Regions from separate parts of the Mus musculus genome. Here regions 2 and 3 are each linked to region 1. Evidence: chromatin contacts called from public HiChIP or PLAC-seq data. All regions are on one chromosome and are shown on one strand. Each heading gives the region's core, a stretch centred on a gene start, on an enhancer-like site or on the middle of the called end of the contact. The rest is flanking DNA. Distances are from core to core; before and after follow the strand shown.

Region 1 (3,836 bases), core at 523-3,022:
TGACTCAGTGAAAGATTCATTAAGAGAAATCCTGGGGGCTGGTGAGATGGCTCAGTGGGTAAGAGCACCCGACTGCTCTTACGAAGGTCCAGAGTTGAAATCCCAGCAACCACATGGTGGCTCACAACCATCCGTAACAAGATCTGACTCCCTCTTCTGGTGTGTCTGAAGACAGCTACAGTGTACTTACAAATAATAATAAATAAATCTTTAAAAAAAAAAAAGAAATCCTGAGGCTGGAGACACTGGTGGTTCAACAGTTCAGAACTCTGCACTTAGCCAGGCAAGGTGGCGCACGTCTTTAATCCCAGCACTCGGGAGGCAGAGGCAGGCGGATTTCTGAGTCCGAGGCCAGCCTGGTCTACAAAGTGAGTTTCAGGGCAGCCAGGCCTATACAGAGAAACCCTGTCTCGAAAAAAAAAAAAAAAAAAAGCACTGACTTCTTTCAGAGGCTCTGAGTTCAAATCCCAGCAACCACATGGTGGCTCACAACTATCTGTAATTAGAATCTGATTCACAACTCTGGTGTGTTTCTGAGGACGGCTACTGAGTGCTCATATAAATAAAAGGGGGCTGGTGAGATGGCTCAGTGGGTAAGAGCACCCGACTGCTCTTCCAAAGGTCCAGAGTTCAAATCCCAGCAACCACATGGTGGCTCACAACCATCCTTAATGAGATCTGATGCCCTCTTCTGGTGTGTCTGAAGACAGCTACAGTGTACTTACATATAATAAATAATAAATAAATCTTAAAAAAAAAAAAATAAATAAAAAATAAATAAATAAATAAATAAAAGGGCTTTTTAGTTGGGCTGGTGAGATGGCTCAGTGGATAAAAGCACTGACTGCGCCAGACAGTGGTGGCTCAACGCCATTAATCCCAGCACTTGGGAGGCAGAGGCAGGCGAGTTTCGGAGTTCCAGGCCAGCCTGGTCTACAAGACAGCATGGTTACAGGACAGCCAAGGCTACACAGATAAAACCCCTGTCTCGGAAACAATAAAACCAACAAAAAGCACTGACTGCTCTTCCGAAGGTCCTGAGTACAATTCCCAGCAACCACGTGGTGACTCGAAACCATCTGCAATGTGATCTGACTCCCTGGTCTGGAGTGTCTGATGACAGCTACAGTGTACTTACACATAATAAATAAATCTTTTTTAAAAGAAAAAGGTTACCAATAGCCATGTGGATACTGGGAGTTGAACCTGGGTCCTCTGGTACTCAACAGCTGAACCCTTTATATTTTGGGTTTTGGAGGTAGGATTTCTCTGTGTACCTGTGGCTGCCCTGAAAAATCACTCTGTAGACTAGGCTTGACTGGTCACAGAGATCCACCTGCCTCTTTGAACGCTGGCATCAAAGATGTGCCGCCGCCACTTGACTCACAGGTTTTTTTTGTTTTGTTTTTTTTTTTTGGTTTTTTGGAGACAGTTTCTCTGCATAGCCCTGGCTGTCCTGGAACTCACTTTGTAGACCAGGTTGGCCTCGAACTCAGAAATCCGCCTGCCTCTGCCTCCAGGGTGACTCACAGTTCTTTAATCACAGCTTTTTGGAGGCAAAAGCAGACAGATCTCAAGGGTGTGAAGCCAGCTAGAGCTGCAGTACTGAGAGCCTGTCTGTCTGGAAGTCTTAAAAATCCTACCATGGTTTATGCTAGAACTGGCTGCCTGGGAAAGTCTTCCCTTTGCGGTCCCAGGAGCACATGCCTGACTGGGTAGTTAGATTTGATGACTTGGAAGGCTCCGCCCAAGGGTGGGGCTGTATGCTCAGAAGCAGAATTCACAGAAATGAAAGTGGAAGTGAGGCCGGCAAGCAAGCAACAGCAGTGGAAGTGTGTTTCAGACGCTGCTGGAGGCTGAGGAGACCAGAGCCACCTCTGAGGGGTCAAAGAGTTTAGTCCTTCAGAACTCTTCACTGCCAACCCTGCTCTGAAGCCCCAGCTTCTGCCAGACGTGAGAGCCATGTCTGTGACCCTGCAAACTGTAAGTACGGGAGCAGGGGAGCATTTGTCGCATGTGGGGAGGGGCGGGAACACAGTGTTCTAGGCTTAGACCTGCTCGGCTCAAGCCTGCTAAGGGTGGAAGAGAAGTAGAGCGCTTAGGGTACCTTGGTCTGTGGATCTTGTCATTTACCTATTGTCAAAACCAGGACTCTGACACCTAAAGTAAGGACCTTGATCATTCTTTTTGGTTTTTCGAGACGGGGTTTCTCTGTTTAGCCCTGGCTGTCCTGGAACTCACTCTGGAGACCAGGCTGGCCTCGAACTCAGAAATCTGCCTGCCTGTGCCTCCCAAGTGCTGGGATTAAAGGTGTGCGCCACCACTGCCCGGCCTTGATCTTTCTTTATGTGGATGTATGCTTCAGGGTTGTAGAGAGCTGTAAGCATCAAAGGTTTCTGGCTATTCTAAACAGCAAAGGGAATACTCTGAGGTACTTCCCAGCCAAAAACTCCTCCCCTCAGAATGCCATGTCAACCTGACCATTGGTCCTCTCTGGGACAGGTGGTCTTTCTAAGTGCCTCTGACTGAGGCCACCTCAGATAGGCTAGGTTGAGCTGTGAAGTCTGCCTGCCAACAGCCAGTGAGGCCTCAGGAGGAAGCACAGTGGGCAGCCACCTTCGAGGAGGGATCCAATGCAGCTTGTCCTCAGCAGCTCTGCCTCCCCTTGTTAGTCTTCTGGCACGGAAAACTTCCATTTATCTCCCAGATACAATAAAAAAAGGGAGCGATTTGGAGCCAAATAAGGAAAAAGCAATATTGAAGAGCCAACCTGCCTGGTTTCAGATCCTAGTTTCTTCAGACATGTTGCACTGGACCAAACATTAGCTTTTCTAAAGTTGACAGTCTAATCCCTTCACTTACTATGTAGGGATATTACACTTCTTCACAAAGATACCTAGAGGGAAGGCTAGAGAGCTAGCTCAGTCTATAAACTGCTTACCTTAAGAGTATGAGAAGAGGGGCTGGAGAGATGGCTCAGTGGTTAAGAGCACTAAATGCTCTTCCAGAGGTCCTGAGTTCAATTCCCAGCAACCACATGTAATGGGATCCGATGCCCTCTTCTGATGTGCCTGAGAAAAGCAACAGTGTACTCACATACATAAAATAAACAAATCTTTAAAAAAAAAAAAAAAAAGCACGAGGAGAAATTCAGTACTTAAGAACTGAGATAACCAGGCTGGTGAGATGGCTCAGTGGTTAAGAGCACTGATTGCTCTACCGAAGGTCCTGAGTTCAAATCCCAGCAACCACATGGTGGCTCACAACCATCTGTAAAAAGATATGACTCCCTCTTCTGGTGTGTTTGAAGACAGCTACAGCGTACTTACATATAATAAATAAATAAATCTTTTTTAAAAATTAAAAAAAAAAACTGAGATAACAAAACAAAAAAAAATAGCACAGTGGGCTGCCAAGATGGCTCAGCGGGTAAGAGCAGTGACTGCTCTTCTGAGGGTCCTGAGTTCAAACCCTAGCAACCACATGGTGGCTCACAACCACCGGTAATGAGATCTGACACCCTTTTCTGGTGCGTCTGAAGACAGCTACAGTGTACTTATGTATAATAAATGAAGCTTTGTGCTGGAGTGAGCAGGGACTGAGCAAGCAGAGTTAACCGGAGTGAGCAGAGGTCCTAAAATTCAATCCCCAACAACCATCTGTACAGCTACAGTGTGTTCACATACATAAAATACATAAATAAATCTTTAAAGAAAATAGCACAGTGGCATATGCTTGTATCCAAGCACAGCCGTGGGGTTTGCTGGTGAGCCACCCAGCCCTACTGAACAGCTCTCGGTTAGTGAGTGAGAGAGAGACCCTATCTTGAAAAGTAA
Region 2 (3,836 bases), core at 513-3,012, 390 kb before region 1:
TGTGTCAAGTTGACATAAACCATCCTGCACAAGGCGGGAGAGGCAGAGAGAGAGAAGCGACTCCACAGAGTTGTCCTCTGACCCACACACATGCTGCGGCACACAGATGCCCACAGACAAATACCATATACATACAGCATAAGCTAAAATGAGTTAGTTAAAGTAGCCCCTGCGCAGTGAGCCGCAAGCCAAGTTCACCCGGGACAGCAGAGTTGGAGGGAATGGAGAACTAAAATCTGAGGAAGGTTGCTACGTCAGGCATGGTGGCATCCCCTCTAGTGACAGCTATTCTGGAAGCTGGAGCAAGTGGATGGCTTGAGCCAGGGGTTCAGGGCTGCTTTGTGGGTGCTGGGGTTTGAACCTGGGTCCCCTGGAAGAAAGCAGTCAGTGCTCTTAACCACTGAGCCATCTCTGCAGCCCCCTATTGTTTTATTTATGTGTCTGAGTGGGGGCATGGAGACTAGATGAGGGTGTCAGGTCTCTAGGAGCTGGAGTTACAGGCAGTTGTGAGCAGTCATGTGGGTGCTGGAAACCCAGGTCCTCTGCAAGAGCAGCCCGTACTCTAACCACGGAGCCATTTAACCTCCTTATTTTATTTTATTTTTATTTTTGACGGGGTCTCACAATGTCACCCTGGCTGGCCACCAATCCACCTGCCTCTGTCCCCCACGGTTGAAGTGTGGGCCACCACACTCAGCCCTGTTCCATTTTCCCTGTGAAATGACAGCTGTGCTCTTCTGCGTTGCAGGGTGGAGTTCCAGAACAAATTCTACACTGGGACTGGCTTCAAGTTCCTCCCCTTCTCCTTTGAGCACATTCGGGAAGGGAAGTTTGATGAGTGAGTCTGAGGCAGGGCGCATGCCCAGAGCAGCTCCCCTGCCCGTCTCCACAGTGATCAGCTGTGTCTCTCTTGCCTGCTGGTTGTGATCCCTGGATGCCTGGGCCTTTGTGTCGCCCTGCAACCCCTTGTCCCTGCTGTGACTCACTTAGGTAGTGCTGGCCTTGCCTCGGTCTCTCTACCCCAAAACTTTGGATTGAATGCTGAATGACTGTGCCTGATACTCACCCATCCCCACGGCACCGGCTAGGCCCCTTGGCCCCCCAGACAGACAGCCCTGTTCCACCCCCTGCTGGTGAGCCAACCTGCACAGCCACATCGGGGCACAGAGCCCTCAGGATGCAAGGGATCCCTCTTCAGTCCAGGAGTTCTTGGTCACACCTTGGAGGAGGATGGTAATTGGTCCTCTCCTACAGGGGGACACTGCTTATGAAACACATCCCACTCCACTAGCAGGGACAGTCAGGAAGATGCTGCGGTCATCCCTTGCCCAGCCCTCTCCAGTTAATATTCAGGAAATTAGGCTGGCCCCACCTGGACCATCCCAAAGGTCCCAGGATAGCCACCACCCTCCTAAGCACCCCCTCCTCGAGCCCTGTTGGCGCAGCATAGCATCCCTGGGACTGGGGGGGTCTCACCGACTTGCAGCACTGGGCTTCCGGATCTTAGGTTCCCTCCACCCAGTCTGTAGGTGAATGGGCCTTGCCCAACACTACACCCCAAGGCAGAAGTTAAAATTGGCCCATCTCTGAGCCCTTCTGCACCCTGATCATGATGTCCTGAGGCTGTGGTCAGTAAGGTTGGTTCTGCTGGCAGGCCTGCCTTGATCTGCCCACTGAGACTCCCTCCCCAAGCCCCGCACTGACCCCAGGTTTCAGGAGTGGTGTCCTGGGCAGGGAAGGTCATTTACAATTTGCTAAGCGGAGGTGACTGTTGGGCTGCCAGCGCAGGTATGGGAGCGCTGCCCAGGCCTGCCAAGCCCTCGCCGGCTACCTCATGTACTGTGGATCTCAGACCCTTCTAATCATGTGCTGACTCCTGCAATTCACTCACTGCCTTCCCTGTGGAAGTGACACTAAATCAGCAAGGCCCCTCCCCTCCCCCACCCAGGTGCTCATGAGAACTACCCCCACACTCGCCCAGGCAGGACCGGCCCATGGTGACCTTGTTCTGAACCCCTCTGTCCTTTTGTGCCCGGTTACGTGATCTTTGCTCTGTTTGCAGAGAGGCCTGCAGCAGAGCTCTTTGTGGGGACCCTGTCCAAGGCCTTCTGTCCAGACATCTTATCCGGAATAAAGTGTGTTTGACTCTCAGAAAAGCTGCCTGTCTCTGAGTGTGTGTGTAGGGGGGTGCGGGGAGGCTGTCACTCTAGCTCTGCCCTCCGGAGCCCATCTGGTGCCCACACCCACTTCCTCCTGCCTGCCAGCCTTTCTGCTTTTCTTCCTGATCTGAGGCCACAGTCGCCCTGGCCCTGGCTGGGCGGTGAGTCTGTGAAATTAGCACCTTATCTCAAGTCGCCCAGGCGCCTTCCCACTGCCCTGAGCCAAGTTTGCATTGCTTGGGCAGTCTCTATCTCCCTTCCCTTCCCTGTGTATCCCAAGCAGAGAAGGGGGCCTGGGTGTCTGCCCCGACTTCTCTCCAAGTGCATTCTCCAGCCCTCCATGGCCTGGCTATTTTGAGCCCTAAAGCCTTTGGCCTCGGTATAAGTGGAGGCTTGGCAGGCTCCTCAGGGCAGCTGGAGAATGTGACATGCTGAAGTAGGCAAGCTAAGGGCCAGAGAACCGGTAGACTATGCGGGGAGAAGGCTGGGTGGGGAGGCCACTTCCCGTCTCTGAGACATACACATTCTTTCTCTGCCCTGCCCCCTACACACACACACACACACACACACACACAGGGCTGGTTTATGGCACAGGAATGTAACACCTGCTTCTCATAAGAACAGGGAGAAGAGCTGGGACATCCTGTTCATTCCATCTTCTTAGTCCACCCTAGTCTATACCCCTCTCTCCCAACCAGCAGGTCACCTCCCCTGGAGCAGTGCTCCCCGACTCCATCTTTAAATGAAAGCCCCAAAGAAAACCCTGATCCTCTTGCTCACAGGGAGGACTAACTAGAATGGCAGAGTCAAGAATCCAGGATCAAATGCTAATTTACAGTCAGCCAAGATTAGACAAAGAGGCCAAGGTAATTCTCCGCAGAGAGAACAGAGCCTGACACTATATATCTGCAGTCCCGGCCCTCTGGGGGTGGATACAGGATTGGGAGTTCAAGGCCAGCCTGAACTACATGAGACCTGGTTTCCAAAACAACACAACAAAAACCCCTTTGTTTTCAGTAACTGGGGCTAATACAACTGAGTGTTCACCTGCAGGGAAAACACATTTGGATTGCTCCCTAACCATAACGAAAATAAACTCAAACACCGGGCCTGGGCCTGGGAGCCCAAGACTCAAGGGCCTGGAACAGAAGGCTCCTGAGTTTAAAGCCAGCCCATGCTGTATAACTACGTCATGTCTTATCAGCCACAGATAAAGAAATGAAAATAAACTTAATAAAATTAAATTAATAAAAAAATTAAAAGTGGATCATGGACTTAAATGGAAGAGTTAACGCTATAAAACTTAAGAGGCCTTCAAGCTAGGCAATGAGTCTCACATGTGAGCAACAAGATAAAAAACGCAGATGTTGGCCTTCAAAGTTTTGGTAAGCTTTTGTGATTGAAGGTCAGAACCGAAGCGCCTGGAGATAGAGAAAGATAGAGAAAAGGTCACAGGCAGATACCCAGGCGGTCTGAGCTGTGCCATTCAAGGAAAGGGTGAAAGGCCTCCAAAGACTGGGGATTGGCGAAGGATCCAAGATACCCAGCCATCTCCAAGGAATGTGTGTCTGGGCAAAGGGGACGCCGCTGTAGGACCTGCTCACTGCTCCTCCGGCTCACACACCCCTCCCCACAGAAGATGGGCTCTGTGTAAAGGTAGAAGGTTGCTTTCCTTCC
Region 3 (3,836 bases), core at 922-3,421, 330 kb before region 1:
GGGGGGGAGTGTGTGTGTGTGTGTAAGTCAGGTGACAGCTTACAGAAGCTGGATCAGGGCATCAGGTTTGGAGGTAGGCTCTACTACGCTAAGGTGGACTCCAGCACTCAGGTGACAACTTTGTAGTATCAAGCTAATCTTCTGACTCATCAAAAGCACCTCAGCTTTTGATAACGTCATTATTCCTAATAAATAATATAAGAAGTACTTCAGATTTGTTGTTTCTGACCTAACTTAGTGATACTTCTTCAATTCGTTGAAAATCTAGTCATTCTTTACTCTACTAAGTGAAATGACAACACTCACAAAGACACTACTGAGGAGTGAACTGTGTTTAGCCCTCAAAGAAATTCATTCTCCCAAAACAATTCTATAAGTGCCAATGTCTGACTACTTTAACCCGCTTGGACTTTAATACTATCTGTACCCCTCCCAAGGTATGAGTCCCCTCTATAAATGACAAGCTCAATTGTTTTTTAAGTCTTAGGCCACACTCACTTTGGTGGATCTCTCCCCCACCTCCTGCATTGTGGCTACACAGCAGGCATACTACCCGGAAATGCCAGAGATAGGGATCAGTCACAACTTAGCACAAGAGGGGTTCTGAGAAAGATTCTAAACGCAGACTTAGCCTAAGTAAACACTATGGTACAGCATGGTGGCCAGTGTCAATAGCCCCAATCCTCGGGAGCTGGGAGCAGGAAGGTCAGAAGTTCAAGGCCTGCTCTGTGGAGAGGATATTTGGAGCCAAAAAAGAATACACTGTTGAGGACCAGCAAATCTGTTGCAGCTTTGAAATGTGTTCCAGAGCTAGAGAGATGGTTCGGTGGCTAAGAGCACATACTGCTCTCCCAGAGAAGTTCAGTTCCCAGCAACCCCCACCTATCTCCAGCTCCAGGGGGATCTGATGCTTCTAGCCTCTACAAGTACCCACAACTCCTCACGACCACCCCATCTCAGGACCACACCCCTATACACATACACACACACAGGCTTATTCAAAGAGTCTCATCTCTTCTGGTTGTAGAAGCCTCAGTGATATGTCAGTTCCCTTGGAATTTGATCAGTACTATGGTTATTAATAAACCCAAACCATGGTTGGTAGACTCGATGAAGCCCAAACTCCTCCTAGGTGCTCTCATTTTTTCCAGAGAATGAAACACACACTTTAATATAAAGCCACTTGTCCAGTGAAAGAGAACTCAACGGCTCTCAGACAGCCTCAAACTCCTTGAACCACAGCTAAGGTCTAATTTTTGGGGGGAAGCGTTGCAATCCTAAGTGGCTCTGAAACAGATGAAAGATCACCACTGTTTTTTAATTTTTTCCTTCTTAATACATCTACTTTTCTTTCAAGCTGAAACTCCACACAAACTTCACCAACTTGACTGGGTGAGACGGTATCTAACATGCTAATAATCCATGATAACCGGCTCAAGCTTGTTTTCCTCCTCACACCCAGGGATACCCTTCTGCCTCTCCTCCCATCATCGTTAAGTTAAAACCTCTCGGAACCACCACCCTGGGGCAAGCAAGAGAAACGGAGGAAATGGTCTCGAAGTGAAATCACTTTCTCTCGCTAACAAGAGGCACCCCGGCTTACTGCGAGCGACACGGGATGGTACCAGATTCTCTGGCGAGTCGTGGGGGCAAGTGGAGAAGACCAGGAAGGCCCTGCGAGCACCCGGGGTGCCAAAGCCTGGAGGCAGGCGGGATGCTGGGGAAAGTGAAGCATTATCAGGCAAGTATCAGAAGCAGCCAGGGCGACGAAAGAAGGCAGGACAGGGCAGGTGAGAGATCGACACCCCCCCCCCCAGAACAACCTGAGGAATTCCCGCCTAGTAGGGTCAGTGAGGGTCCGGGTGTCTCACCAGAACGCCGCGTTCAGCCCCAGGCACCACAGGGCGCTCCTGGCCGGCCGCTCCCACACCAGGGCTGCCTGCACCCGGCTCAGCAGAGGCTCGTAAGGGCCCAGCACCTCCACCAGGGTCCGCTGCGCCGCCTCAACCTGCTGGTCGCGCTCCCAGGAGCCGGACATAGCTCGGCGGCCCCTGAAAGCCAACCCCGAAGCTGGACCCGGGGCCGCGGCCACCCCTTCAGCCTCCTCCATCTCCCCTTCAGCAGCCACAACATCCGGGGCCACGGCCCGGGAGTCACAATAACACCGACTGCGCAGAAGCACGATTTGGCTGCGGCCGGGCGGAGAAGGGGCGGGGCGGGGCAAGTGCCGGAACGCCCACGCGCGCATGCGCAGACGCTCCGGTGCGCATTCATCAGACGGAAGAGAACACTGCGTCGAAATGCGTTCCCGGCGCTGAGCGCGATTCGGAGCCGCGCACGCGCAACTCGCACGACTGAAGCCCGATGAAGGAGGAAATTTCATCTGCAGAACCCAGCTCCCATTGGAGCGGAGAACGATTAGGGGTGGAGCGCATTGTCTGGCGCCTGCGTCTTGCCGGCGAGCGCGCTAGCGGTCGGCGGTGTTGCTGGCGGGAGAGACTGCAACGCCGATGTCTGAGGAGCGATGCCGAGAGAAATCATCACCCTACAGTTGGGCCAGTGCGGCAATCAGAGTGAGCGAACCTCCCAGACCCTCTGCCTCCCAGGTTCCTTAGGTGCAAGAGGCCCTCGCAATAAGGTCATAGCTTCGGTCTGTCTGCAGAATCCTAGTTCTCCCCCACAAAGGCGATTCCCAACCCTGTGCCCAACTGCCTAAAGCCAATGGACCTTCCCCTGTCCAGTCATTGGCCTAGACACTAGGGAGTCCCAAGGCTAATCTAGATCCCTAGACCCAGGCGTTCAAATCCCCCACTGGCTATTTGGAACCTACCCAGACTCACGTATCTTTTTTCTTCACCTTCCGCCTCCCTCTCTTAGTTGGGTTCGAGTTCTGGAAACAGCTATGTGCCGAGCATGGCATCAGTCCCGAGGGCATCGTAGAAGAGTTCGCCACGGAGGGCACTGACCGAAAGGACGTCTTTTTCTACCAGGTGCTCCCCCAAGTGACTTGACCAGGACCCTGGCGGGACTGGCAGCGCGATCTGGTGCTGGGAAACTCTGAGTGGATGGATGGGAACAGAGTGGCTATCTTGAGGGAGAGCCTGCAGGAGCCAGAGTTGGGAGGCTTCAGGACTTGACCCATCCTGGCTTCCCTCTGACAGGCAGATGATGAGCACTACATCCCCCGGGCTGTGCTGCTGGACCTGGAGCCCCGGGTGATCCATTCCATCCTAAACTCCTCCTATGCTAAGCTCTACAACCCAGAGAACATCTACCTGTCGGAGCATGGCGGAGGAGCTGGCAACAACTGGGCCAGCGGATTCTCCCAGGTCATTTGCTGTTCCCCTGAAGGGCTCTCAACTCTGTGGGTGGGCACAGGCCCTGTGGTTTTTCTACAGATGAAACTAGGTCAGAGATGTTCGAGTGCTGAGTAAGATAGCCATGGCTCCAGGAGCTAACTGGAACGCTAAGGACGCAGTCTAGCTAGTGCTTTGTTGCAGGCCATTTAAATACTTTCTGTGTTATCTTTGTAAACCTCTGACTAACCCTAGAAGTAAGTACCATGGGTTTATGATATTTTATCTACTTCTTCAGACTCAAAACAAAACTCTGAAATCAAAGATATTTCAAACTTCACTTAGCAAAACCAATGCGCAATGGAGAAGGAAGGCTATGTTGATGTATCTCGTTACCTTATTGTCAGCACTCAGGCCTCTCACTGTAGAAATGTCTGATAACACACCTCCAAGCTCCACGGCTGTATCAGTACTGTTTATTTGGCAGGTTCTAGGAATGTGCTAAACATCACATACTAGACAAACTTAGATTGCTGAGCT

The links. HiChIP or PLAC-seq counts read pairs in DNA pulled down with a chosen protein or histone mark.
Region 2: an HNF4G HiChIP or PLAC-seq map of pancreatic cancer cells shows a contact between it and region 1. The contact joins the enhancer-like site here to the promoter of Ifi35 in region 1. A contact is called at or near these places in 2 of 39 promoter capture datasets (hippocampal neurons and liver), 1 of 115 datasets of contacts at active chromatin or transcription factors (pancreatic cancer cells) and 1 of 9 other capture datasets (pancreatic islet).
Region 3: a contact with region 1 is called in a FOXA1 HiChIP or PLAC-seq map of pancreatic cancer cells. The contact joins the promoter of Retreg3 here to the promoter of Ifi35 in region 1. A contact is called at or near these places in 3 of 39 promoter capture datasets (the C10 cell line, cranial neural crest and liver), 5 of 115 datasets of contacts at active chromatin or transcription factors (effector CD8 T cells, embryonic stem cells, extraembryonic endoderm stem cells and 2 more) and 2 of 9 other capture datasets (adipose tissue and embryonic stem cells).

Annotation. Positions count from the first base shown.
Region 1 is chr11:101,446,640-101,450,475 of GRCm38.p6, forward strand. Ifi35 (interferon-induced protein 35) reads left to right here and starts at 1,773. Exons shown (of 7, transcript NM_027320.4): 1 at 1,773-1,983. The coding sequence starts at 1,963.
Region 2 is chr11:101,061,564-101,065,399 of GRCm38.p6, forward strand. It overlaps Atp6v0a1 (ATPase, H+ transporting, lysosomal V0 subunit A1), which reads left to right. Exons shown (of 22, transcript NM_016920.4): 22 at 749-2,156. The coding sequence ends at 842. Among named protein-coding and RNA genes, the nearest start is that of Naglu, 6.6 kb to the right of the region's middle. Within about 2 kb of position 1,763, at least 213 of the 459 cell types and tissues checked have an H3K27ac peak or open chromatin away from gene starts, as enhancers often do. A contact at or near this core is called in hippocampal neurons, liver and pancreatic cancer cells, where this site is marked.
Region 3 is chr11:101,117,670-101,121,505 of GRCm38.p6, forward strand. Retreg3 (reticulophagy regulator family member 3) reads right to left here and starts at 2,172. Exons shown (of 9, transcript NM_026501.3): 1 at 1,872-2,172. The coding sequence starts at 2,110. It overlaps Tubg1 (tubulin, gamma 1), which reads left to right and starts at 2,448. Exons shown (of 11, transcript NM_134024.3): 1 at 2,448-2,573; 2 at 2,878-2,990; 3 at 3,162-3,329. The coding sequence starts at 2,525.